2 separate regions of the Mus musculus genome follow, and region 1 is linked to region 2. A link is a contact called in public promoter capture Hi-C data. All regions are on one chromosome and are shown on one strand. Each heading gives the region's core, a stretch centred on a gene start, on an enhancer-like site or on the middle of the called end of the contact. The rest is flanking DNA. Distances are from core to core; before and after follow the strand shown.

What was found. Promoter capture Hi-C pulls out the DNA fragments that hold promoters and counts their contacts.
Region 1: a contact with region 2 is called in a promoter capture Hi-C map of macrophages, with 8 read pairs. The contact joins the promoter of Bbs10 here to the enhancer-like site in region 2. A contact is called at or near these places in 3 of 39 promoter capture datasets (3T3-L1-derived adipocytes, liver and macrophages), 18 of 484 Hi-C or Micro-C datasets (the G1E-ER4 cell line, the HPC-5 cell line, bone marrow-derived macrophages and 11 more), 3 of 115 datasets of contacts at active chromatin or transcription factors (embryonic stem cells and trophoblast stem cells) and 2 of 9 other capture datasets (adipose tissue and liver).

What each region holds. Positions count from the first base shown.
Region 1 is chr10:111,295,778-111,301,707 of GRCm38.p6, reverse strand. It overlaps Bbs10 (Bardet-Biedl syndrome 10 (human)), which reads right to left and starts at 3,029. Exons shown (of 2, transcript NM_027914.1): 1 at 2,801-3,029; 2 at 1-2,495. The coding sequence starts at 2,985. The coding sequence ends at 539. It overlaps Osbpl8 (oxysterol binding protein-like 8), which reads right to left. Exons shown (of 24, transcript NM_175489.3): 24 at 4,461-5,930.
Region 2 is chr10:111,361,815-111,367,532 of GRCm38.p6, reverse strand. Gm30145 (a long non-coding RNA gene) reads left to right here. Exons shown (of 5, transcript XR_872033.1): 5 at 645-829. Among named protein-coding and RNA genes, the nearest start is that of Gm30145, 14 kb to the left of the region's middle. Within about 2 kb of position 2,267, at least 82 of the 459 cell types and tissues checked have an H3K27ac peak or open chromatin away from gene starts, as enhancers often do. A contact at or near this core is called in 3T3-L1-derived adipocytes, adipose tissue, bone marrow-derived macrophages and 5 more, where this site is marked.

The DNA.
Region 1 (5,930 bases), core at 1,780-4,279, 67 kb after region 2:
TTATTTACTGCTTTACATAAGAGATAACATTTTATACTCATGTTCACAAACAATGTAAGATGGCATGTGAAGACCTCGTTCAAGTGGGGAGGTTACACGACTCTATGACATACAGAAAGTTCAAGGAAACAAAGTGGGAAAAGGTACAGAAGAGGGAGCTATAGAGGCAAGCTCCCTTAGACAGACTAGCGCAGACCAGAGACAAGGAGACAGATTTAGCCAGTTTTTGTTCCATAGAGCTGATACCTGTTGTCTGAATGGTCTGGTGGACTCAATGGACTTAAGGACTGGGTTGACTTCAGTCAGCCAGAAGCCTGTTTTAATATTTAGCTTGAGCTGAATACATTTTTTTCCTAACGTTTAGTGTTTGTCTGCGAACATGTGTGTACAACAAAGGACATGTCTCAGGACTTCACCCTCTCCTTCCACCCTGGGTGATGACCGCAGGCAGTCAGTCAGGTTTGCCATTAAATGCCTTTGCCCACTGAGCCATTTCTCTGGCCCCAGACTGAAAGTTCGAGCAACAGAAAACTGAGTGTTAAAATTCGTCTTCTGATTCTTGGTCAGCAGTTTTCTGAGGTTGCCTCTTGATGTTGATTATTAAATCAATGGTTAATATTTTCATCAAACACTGAAGAACTGAAGTTAGTAATTGGTACTTACCAGCTACTGACTCGAACCCTGATTGACCACTTACCATGGGTTGACTGGCTTGCAGTGCATGGAGAGACCGCATGTATATGTGTGGGAAACTGTCCTTTCCCTTCTTAGGCTTATAAAGGATTTTAGGGATGCCTAGAAGAGCATCAGCTATTAACATACTGATGACAGTTTCATCTGATTGTCGGCATTGTTTGGCATAGCTGAGAAGGTAGTAACTCATCAAAATCTCAAAACTTCCACCCACTGGCAGCACACAGCCTGCTGGCACAGTGGATGAACAATAACCCTGACAAGTACAGGTATCTAGTGACTTGCGCATCACTGGCAGCGTGTAACCCTTTCCGGCATTATCTGAGACCTGTAAGTGTTCGAAAGAAATTTCTGTTCCAGTGTCTTCTGCTGTAGGATTTCCAGTGGAATGATTCTCAATTGACAGGTCACAGTTATCAATTATCCCGCTTCTTTCTGGAGGCAAGCACTTCAGCATTTCATCTGTTTGGGATGGAGCTATTGGTGTCTTCTTGTGTGCTGACCACGGCTTACCTGCTCTCAATTCTGTATCTGAAGCCCCCAAACCTGAATATACTTCTAAATGTGTTTGAGTTTCCAATTTATTTTTGCTCTTTGCTACTATGTCCTGATACTTATCAGTTTCTGGTGAGTGATTACGCTCTCTGCTATTGTCATAAGCAAGAGGACTTGGGTTACATTGCTGTTTGGTTTGTATGATGTAATTTAGATCAAGGTCAGTAAATAGCTGCCGAAGCATCTTAAATGCTCCGTGAAAAGCTCTCTCATGCTGTTCAACAAGACCCAGAACCGGTCCACAGAGGACCATAGAGTGAGGTATAAATGCACATGTGCTAATCAAGCCGAGATGAACATACCTCTTGGATCTAAGGATGAGGGGCTTGCAAAACTTCACCAAAGTACTATCAGAAATTTCACACTGTGAAGCAACCTCTGGTAGGACACAAGGAGAAAGACCAGTGATCCTCTGGACAAGGGAAACTTCTTCGGCTGATAAACACTCCACCACTGATATGCTATTAAGTCTTGCACAGTAAATAACCAGGTCTGGTTGCTTCACACTGGTCAGGAGCAGTTTTACATTCTGACCACGCAAGTGGTTCATTACTGTTTTTGTCCTGTCCGTGATCCAGCACTGAGATGCCTGAAACTGTGTTTCTGAATTGAGAACAAACTCCGAGCCAGCCGATGAAAACTGAGGCTGGAGGATTTCTGTTACTATCACCATCCTAATGTCACCATCTGCTGGGCAGTACATAGAAAAGTCCCTGGGAAGCACAAGGCCATCTATGATTCTAGAATCTGAAACAGGAAGGCCTGTCACGCCAACATTCAACTCTGCAAAACAGTGATCCAACAACTCAAATACTTCAACCCCACTTTCACAAGCCATACACTTGAAAACGTAGTCACACATCAACTGTGAAATGAATCTGTGATTGTTTCTTCCCACTCTTCCACAAAAGTATGCTTCCAGGAGCAACTCTAGCGAGTGCCTGCACAGTTTTCTTCCTTCAGTGGATGAAGAAAAGACAGACAGGTAGTGCCTGCTTAAACTCCGGTCTACAATACAACCTAGGGTTTGTGTCTGAAACGTTTGCAGAGCCTGGGAAATAGATTTCCACTGACAACAGTTTTTCCAATGCCTTTCATGGCTCTGAATATTTTCAGAAGTGAATGAATCTTTTCCTTTTTCTCCGATTGCATGAAGTCCTCTGAGTAAATGGCAAAGAAAAATAATAAATGTCTTAGCACCATCTCCTGTCTTTTTAAGGTGACTGGAAACACACGCCACTATCATCCTGTATAGGAAGGGAAAAAAATAACTCAGATTTTCTGGGTTAAATCCACATTTTCATAGCTATAAGGCACACAGATTGTCCTTTTGACATATAGGCTTTGCTTTACTTTTCCTTTAACTACTTCATTCAGGGATGGGGAAAGAGTAAGAAGTGTTCTGTGCACGTGATGAGGTTTGGGGCTCGGGACTAGTAGTTTGGGCAGCTCTCTGATGTCTACACTGGTTTTATCCAGGTCCACGGCCTCAGGATGGGATGGGAGATTGAGGGAGATGCGCGCCTAGTGGAGGGCAGGAGAAGTGAGGTACCTGGCTAAGGGATGCTCTAAGTGCAGCGCCTCCAGGAGGCAGCCTCCATCCCTGCTAAGCAGCACCTCGCCGGTGGGCTTCGTACACAACACTTGGCCGCCCTCGGGCCCCACGCAGCGGTTCGCGATGCTCTCCAGCACCTCGGCCACCCGCAAAGCCGCCGTCACCGACCCCTGGGACGCCATGGGTAAGGAACCACGGGTAACGCTTCCGTTAGGTCAGGCCCGCAGAAGGGCGGAAACGGAAGAGGCGGGGAAAACGGCGGAAGAGCAGTAGCTTTGGCATCGATTGGCGGAAGAGCTCTATGCCCCTCGGTGGGGTGGAGCCCCGCCAGCGGTGGGCGGAGACTCGAGTGGTCCTGGGACGTCCTTACTTTCCTGGTTCACGTCCCGCGGGCCTCCCTGGCCACTGCAACCGCTAGGTCTCTGCAGGGAAGGGCTCGGGCTCGGGGGCGTGATTACCGCCCCATCTCGAGCTTACTTCTCTAGTGCCCCTGCCGTGTAGTTTGCTCTCCTTGCCTTCAAGCAAACGGTTTTAGAATGCAGGGCAGGCGGAGAGAGCTTGGGCATAGCCATTTCTAGGCTCGTGGCTTCCGCTGGGGTGTGCTACCTTGTGTGTGTTCAGGTATGGACGAAACCCCACCTAGTTAAACCACTTGAGCAGAAGTAGATGTTTGCCTTTTATTCACATCGATGATCAATTGTATTTGTCATTTGTACTGTATACCATCCCAAAGCAGAAATGTTTCACCCAGTAAAACACAAAGGCTTTAGGGAGCGCACGAGCGCTGGATTCATAGCTAAAGGGCTTCTTTCAGCCAGAGACCATCTGTCTCTGCTTTCCTCATTTAAAACAAACAAGTTGGTAAAACAAAACAAAACAAACAAAACCAAAAAAACCTTTAAAGTTCCGAGGTGGATAAGTTAGTTTTTGTACTGTTTCTAACTCGAAGTACAGCCAAGTATTTGTCATTTACTCACAAAATTCTCATGGTGGATCATTACCCAGGCTGTCATACCCACAAGAAATGAATGCAGAACAAAGCTGTCAATGTTAGCAGGAAAGTGATCTTGTAGATAGATATTCAATGACGTTTAACACTGACAGCAGTGTCCTTACCCCACACGGGCAAGAGGATTCTGAGGGACAAGTTAGAATGAGGTGAAAGGAAGACAAAATCATGAGTAAAGCCTTCCTGAGGTTTCCTCAATAACTCAGTAGTAAACGACCGGGAGGAGAACAGCATTTCAGTGTCTAATGATACTGCTTCAGTGTTTTTTCTTGGTTGCATTCATCACTGGACATTATCTTTAGACTGAAATAGTGGGATATTTCAAACATTTAAACAGTACAATCAAGTGCACTGTGTAGTCGTGATTCAGGAGGCTTTTACCTGAGAAAGACAGACCGCCTTTATTCTTACTGTGTAGTTTTTGGGGTCATTTAGATATGCTGAGCCTCATCTTTAATGTATAAAATATGTATAAACTCCACTTATTTTAAAAGAATATAAAGTATCAAGTAAAACATATATTAGAGATTGTCAAAATTCCTGTCAAGCCTGTACCCATCTTTTTCACACACACAATAAAAAATAAGAGGATTAATTTAGTACATTATGCATTAATACATTATATCAAGAGTCACTGGATCACAGATTGCTCTTTTAAAAAAGTTTATTTAGAATACCTACTTGTAGAAGTTAACATAATTTTACAGATCATTAGAAAAATTCTTTTCTCTCTGCAAACATGACAGGTTAGGAATAATAGATTAGAAATGTATACATTACAAAACCGCCTGTGACTATCTATACATTTACTATGCACCTTAAGAGAATTCTACAGTGTGCTGTATTTACACTGCAGGTGAGAACACACTTACATCCTATCATACAAAACTGACCAATGCTAGTGCTTGACTTTATAAACCCATTAACTGAAGTACTTAAAATTAAATCTATATTTAACATGCCAAAAGTGGAAATAAATTCAACTGAGGTTCTGTGGCTCATCATTCAAATGGTTCATGACATTTTTTCAAATAAAGATTATCAATATTAGCCGGGTGTGGTGGCACACACCTTTAATCCCAGCACTCGGGAGGCAGAGGCAGGCGGATTTCTGAGTTCAAGGCCAGCCTGGTCTACAGAATGAGTTCCAGGACAGCCAGGGCTACACAGAGAAACCCTGTCTCGAAAAAAACAAAAAACAAAACAAAACAAAAAAAAAAGAACATCAATATTATGATATTAAAATAATTTTATGATAAATAAAGAGGCTGATTTTTCGAAATACTTCATAAAGTATAGTCACATTCATTTTTGTCAAGGTTTTCCTGTGGCTCTCACTAAATATGTTAATCTTATTAATAAGACACTGGTCCTGTACAATGTTAACAGTCCATCTTCAATTAAAAACTGTAACAAAATAGTCCTTTAATTGTAACAAAAATTGGATATACTAAACCCACACAATACATAACAAAATGAAACCAAATTATGCAGTGGTGGCAGGTTATACATTTTAAAGAATCTCTTTATATGTAGTCAAATATGAAAGACATTGAAATGTAAACTTATTGAATTATGAAAGGTCTCTCCCACTGGGTCAAATCGGAAAATTTGTATAAACGAACATGTTCTTTATTTATATTTAATGTAATAGTCTACAGTCTCGTGTATGGCTCATCGCGTACGTATGCCATCATACCTGAAATAAGACAAAAACAAAAGCAAAACCAGACTATTTACTGCTGACTAGAAATGCTAAACACTGAAAAAAGATGAAGTTTTATACATTTGTTTTTTAAAATTTTGATGACGATATTCTTCAAAAAGTTAAAACTGCCTTCCACAAAATTCTGTGAATATGGCACAAGTTGACACCCGAAAACAGTGTGAATTCCATCAAAAAGGCACTGTCTACAATACTCAGAGCCATCTGACAAGTTTACTTCATTGATGTCTGAGTATGAATATATTTGAAATAGTTACTACACAAACCCTTATAAAAGTACGGCATTACTGTTTACATATTCTTCAGCTAGATAAAAGGAAACACAGTGACCCAGACAAATGACCCTTTTATGACAAATAAGCTACAAACACTTTGAACACATTATGGTTCTG
Region 2 (5,718 bases), core at 1,018-3,517:
AAGGAAAAAAAAATGCCTGTTAGTCACGGGGGCTCCTTGTCAATGGGGAAATCGTGTTAAGAGAAACCACAGCTGGGTTATTTATAAAGAGATGTAGCCTTTGTTCCCAGTTTTGGAGGCTGGGAAGTCTATATGAACACAGGGTCTAACCAGGGTCTCCTAACACGTGGCAGAGGGTATCAGTTGAGGGGCTGATTCCTCCAGCTTGAAGACATTCCTTCCTGGAGAAGGTTCCCAACACTCAGAAAGTCTGCAACCTTTAGAAAACTGTGGAAGTTCACAGAAGAGACAAGGCCTATGGAGCTCTCTCCCTGGGATTCTGGGATTATATAAGCAGTCAATAATTGCTGGAAAGAGGAAAGCTCGTCGGTAGAGCTCCCTGCAAGATGCAAGGGAACACCAGTGACAGCTTTTGTTGAGTCCTAAGCCATGCTGAGGTCCGGGGGTCTGGGAGTGTTTTCAACGATGCTACTGCCAGAGTCTCTCGTGCTTCTGTAAGTAGCTCTGCTTAGCCATATTCCTGTAACTGCAATAAGCCCATTGGTTCATGTCTTAGTCAGGGTCTTTATAAAGACCCTGTGGTAAATCACTATGACCAAAAGCCAAGATGGGGAGGAAAGGGTTTATTTGGCTTATACTTCCAGGTCATGATCCATCATTGGAGGACGTCGGGACAGAAGGTCAAACATGGATGGAACCTGCTAGAGGCAGGAGCTGATGCAGAGGCCATGGAGGGGTGCTGCTTGCTCCCCATGGCTTGATCATCTTGGTCATCGGGACTTGCTCAGCCAGCTTTCTTATGGAACCCAGGACCACCAGCCCAGGTGTGGTACAACCCACAACGTTCTGGGCCCTTCCCCACTGATCACTAAATGAGAAAATGCCTTACAGCTGGATCTCATGGAGGCATTGCCTCAACTGAGGCTCTTTCCTCTCTGGTGACTCTAGCTTGTGTCAAGTTGGCACAAAAGCAGCCAGTGCAGTTCACTAAGCTAGATGTGTGGGATTGTTTCTTTGGTGTGTTGTCAATGACCCATTTGGGGGTGAAAGGACATTTGTTCATGACTCCCTAGGAAAAGTCACACAACAACATCACAGGATAAAACACCAAGCTTGCTAGCTCTAGCATCTGTTCGTCTTTTTATACTGCCACTAATGTCACCACAGGGGCTCCATCCTCAAGACCCATCTGTGCAGGGTCTCTAACTTCACTCTTCTTAACTCTTCCACCAAAAGACTTACAAGCTCGGGTGATACTAGTTGTATGGACAAAGAAGGTGCGGTCGAGTTGTTAAGAGCTAAGTTTTGTCCCCTCGAAACTCATGTGTTTTTAAATCGTCATCGCCCACAGCTCAGAATGGGATCGTATTTGAAGAAAGGATCTTTAACCCCTGCAAAGCACTAACTGCATTTTTACTAGTTGTCTCTCAAAGCACACTGCCTGCTCTTCCTGTAAGGTCAATGAGATGAGAGAAGGAAAGAGAGACAAGAGAATGAGCATCATAAGAGCACAGGCTCTATTTGGTGTCCTGACTGGTTTAATATCAACTCGACATAAGCTACAGTCATCAAAGAGGAAGGAGCATCAATTGAGAAAATGCCTCCATAAGACCCAGGCTGTGAGCAAGTCTGTAGGGCACCTTCTTCATTTGTTGTTGATGGGGGAGGGCCCAGCCCTTTGTGGGTGGTACCACCCCTGGGCTGGTGGTTCTGGGTTCTATAAGAAAGCAGTCTGAGTAAGCCATGGGGAGCAAGCCAGTAAACAGCACCCCTCCATGGCTTCTGCATCAGCTCCTGCCTCTGGGTTTCTAACCCTGTTGAGTTTCTGTCCTGACTTCTTTGAGGATAAACTTTTTCTCCCCAAGTTGCTTTTGATCACAGTGATTCATACAACAATAGTAACCCTAAGACGTTTCGGAAAGACCTGTGAAGGGGGCAGGCAGTTCTAGTGTAAGACCCGAGCTCAGAGTTCTCTTACAGGAAGACTCTGGGTGTTCCTCCTGGGGATATATTAGTCTTCTGCTGTCACTCCTTAAAGCTTATAGCAAACAGAATCTCAGAAATTCCAGGAGATATAGGTCCATTTGTACCATCGAGGACAAAAGAGAATGAGAATTAGCCTCAGTCGAAGCAAACGTCTGACGTACACAGTAGAAATGGCAGCGTCTTCTCCAAAGACAGGAGAAATGCATCTCTCTGTGGCTGTGTGGTCAGCCTTGCTTCCTCTCTAAGGCATGGAAAGCATCCAGGAAGTTTTGTAATGAACAGGGTCAAAGGGGAGTGCTGGCTACTGATTAAAAAATCCAGTCACTTCAGAAAGAATTCTAGCACACCAGACTCTTGCCAGTCATAGGGGGAAGGGAGCAGGAGAGTAGGAGCTGAATACTTCTTTATATTCTGGCCTACAGTAGGCTATGGCTAGGGGTAGCTATGGAAATGACCTGACTGGTGGATTAAAGGAAGTCAGATGATCGCAGGGCCAGCCTTGACTGAGGATTGATAGATGGGGTGAGAATCTACAACTCACAATTGCTTTACTTCCAGGAACTGTTTAACCCCACTAGAGGGGCTGCACATGGAGTGCCCACGGCTAACATCTCCTGTCACTGGGAACAGTGTGTTAGGAAACCCAAAATACAAGTCACGAATGAGATCGAGAAATACAAAGCTAGATAAAATGTTACGCATTGAGGATATACTGGTCTAGCAATGAAAACGTGCAGTTCTTTGCATCTTTATACCTGCATTAAAAATCATACACTGTTTACCACTGGGCTGCAGGAATATGCTGAAGTCCAGAATACTAGAATGTGTTTCCCTTCCTTATGCTTGTGTGCACTGATTTTTTTCTCTGCTTTTCTTTCTATGGGGCTGAAGATTGAACCCTGGGTCTCATGCAAGCACTCTACCTCTGAGTAATGTTCTTATCCCCCACCCCCACCCCTGCCCCCAAGCCCCCGGATGCACAGATCTTATCCTCGAGGCTGCAACCCAGCAGGCTCTTGTCTGCTCGGAACTAGCACAAAGGGCAGAAGAGATTAGCTAAATCCTCCTGGCTGCCTTGTTTCCACACAGCTTTGTCAATTAGTCCTGGGATTGGAGCAGGGACTGCTGAGTCCAGAGATGCTCTATTCTTTACCAGTTCAAATACTGGCACAAGCAGACCTGACTGATCCTGTTTCAAAATGTCAAGTTCCAATGTTCGGAGCGTTTGAAGCTGTACAAACACTCTGCCCAAGCGGAGGAAAACTCCGGGTGTTCCTCCTGGGGGTGTATTAGTCAGTCTGCTGTCACCCCTTAAAGCTCATAGCAAACAGAATCCCAGAAATTCCATAGGTCCATTTTCACCAGCCAGGACAAGACAGAATAAGAATTGTTATCTGGAAGTTTAGTTTTAGTGGGGGCACTCTATTGAGTGAAGCCTTCTTGCTTATCCTCTCAGAATTTGCTATCTTGTGGCTGCTGTGACTTAAAAGAAATAGGAAGGGAGAGCGACCAATTGACTGTACAGTGACAGAGCAGGAGGGCAGCCACTCTTAATCCATGGGGACAGAAACCCTGGCTCTGCAGAGAACTTCAAGCTTCTCTCCCTTCAAAGGCCAGTCTTTCAATTAGAGACAGGGTCAGACTGCGAGCGAGCTGTTCAGCAGGATTGAGAAAGAATGTCTATCAGCTAGCTGGTGTGTGGACAGCTTTGGTTTGTAGGTGCGTTTGATTTTCAAACCGCAGCAAGTTTTTTTTTAAAGTGGTCTCTGCGTGTTCAGTCGCCCTGTGGGGGCAGGGTGTGCAACAAAATGAGAATAAAATGGGGGTGGGGGGGCTCATGTTTACCTCAAACACGTCACAGTCTTCTCCATCTGTGCACGCTCACACACACACACACACTCAGCATTGTTCTTAGCGACATCAGTGGATGTCACCTGCAGAGGGCTTCTTGAGTTTGGAAGGAAGAATTGAGCAGAGATAACCATCCGAGACCACTGCTTAAGACAAGATGTAGTTCCCAGTGAGAGTGGGCCGCTAAAGGAGAGGGAAGCTTGGCGTCCAATGTGCTCGGCTTTTATGCTATGCGCCTGCCCGCAGGTTCTCTGGGACATTTACGTAGGTAGGCTTTTTCTGCGCATGCTCTATCTGTCACATGGTTTCATGCATTGGCAGACATTTGCACCTCACTATACTCTTGAGACTCCACAATGTGGTCTTTAGTATTACCTACATTTTGGGGATTCCTCTGGGCCTGGACCAGTGGCCAGGTTCAGTTGTTCTAGGGATGGAGGTGGGAGCCAGCCTTCATCCATGACAACTTGCTCTTTTCAAACGATGTTTTTCAGATTTTACACAATCTCTGCCACAGCCTCTTGCCTCATTAATAATAGTGATCATATTAGTGTGCTTGATACTGATTGCTAAATAATTTACTTATTATACAGTTGATTGTCACCTCCAAACAGAGAGCTATATAGGTACTATGGAAATCCTGGAACAAGGATTTTCTGCAGTAATATAAATATTATATTTCTATACCAATAAGGTAGAACCTAGCACATTGAAACCTAGCTACTGTAACCAAGAAGTTAATTTTTAAAGTGTTACTTAATACTAATTTATTTCTATTCAGTGTTAATTAACATGCCAACATTTATATCTAAATAGCTGATAGTTACTTGATCTGCTCTTACATACAGTTCTCGAAGCTCCTCTTCTTCTACAAGAATATAAACTCTAGAGACGGTATCATACAAAGGGGCCCCATCGCACACTAGGAGAGCAATCACAAACTGGCATACGGCTTAAGCCATGCCAAGTACACCCACATGTTGCCCTCTGTCATCTAGTAGTCAACCTGAATGATAAGTTATCACTGAAAGGAACATGTCATAATTGGAGCTGGCTGACAGTTCAGAGCGGTTTAGTTCATCATCATCATTGTGGGAAGCATGGTGGCGTGTAGGTGTAGGCAGATGTGATGCTGGACAGGTAGCTGAGTTCTTTTTTTTTTTTTTTTTTTTTTTTTTTTTTTTTTTTTGGTTTTTCGAGACAGGGTTTCTCTGTATAGCCCTGGCTGTCCTGGAACTCACTTTGTAGACTAGGCTGGCCTCGAACTCAGAAATCCACCTGCCTCTGCCTCCCAAGTGCTGGGATTAAAGGCGTGAGCCACCACGCCCAGCGGTAGCTGAGTTCTAACACCTGGATCAGCAGCCAGGAGGAAGAGAGAGTGATTCTGGGCCTGGCTCAAGCATCTGAAAACCTCAAAGCCCACCTCAAGTGACACACTTTCTCTAACAAGGCCACGCCCACTCCAACGAGGCCACGCCTACTCCAGCAAGGACGCACCTCCTAATAGCGCTACTCTGTGGATGAACGGGGGCTATTTTTATTCGAAGCGCCACAGAAGGCTGGTGGAGAAAACGGAGTTTCAGGATGGTTGCTGGAGGCGGGAGAGGCTGAGAGACGAAGAAGGAAAGGACTGAGGGACTCAAAGATACAGGTCAATGGGAGCAGTTGGTGAGAGAGGCAGCTGGCCTGTGCTCCACCTGGTGAAAGGCTGGGATGCAAGGGAAGCAAATATGGATTCTTAGCCCTGATTGGTAACATGAGATGTCGCTCATGAATAATGTGGCCACTGGGAGGGATAGTGAGCTAAACAGAAGATAATAGACTAAAGGAGAAGGATTCTGCAAAAAATGTCAAGTGCCGGGACCAGGCCCGAATGAGGGC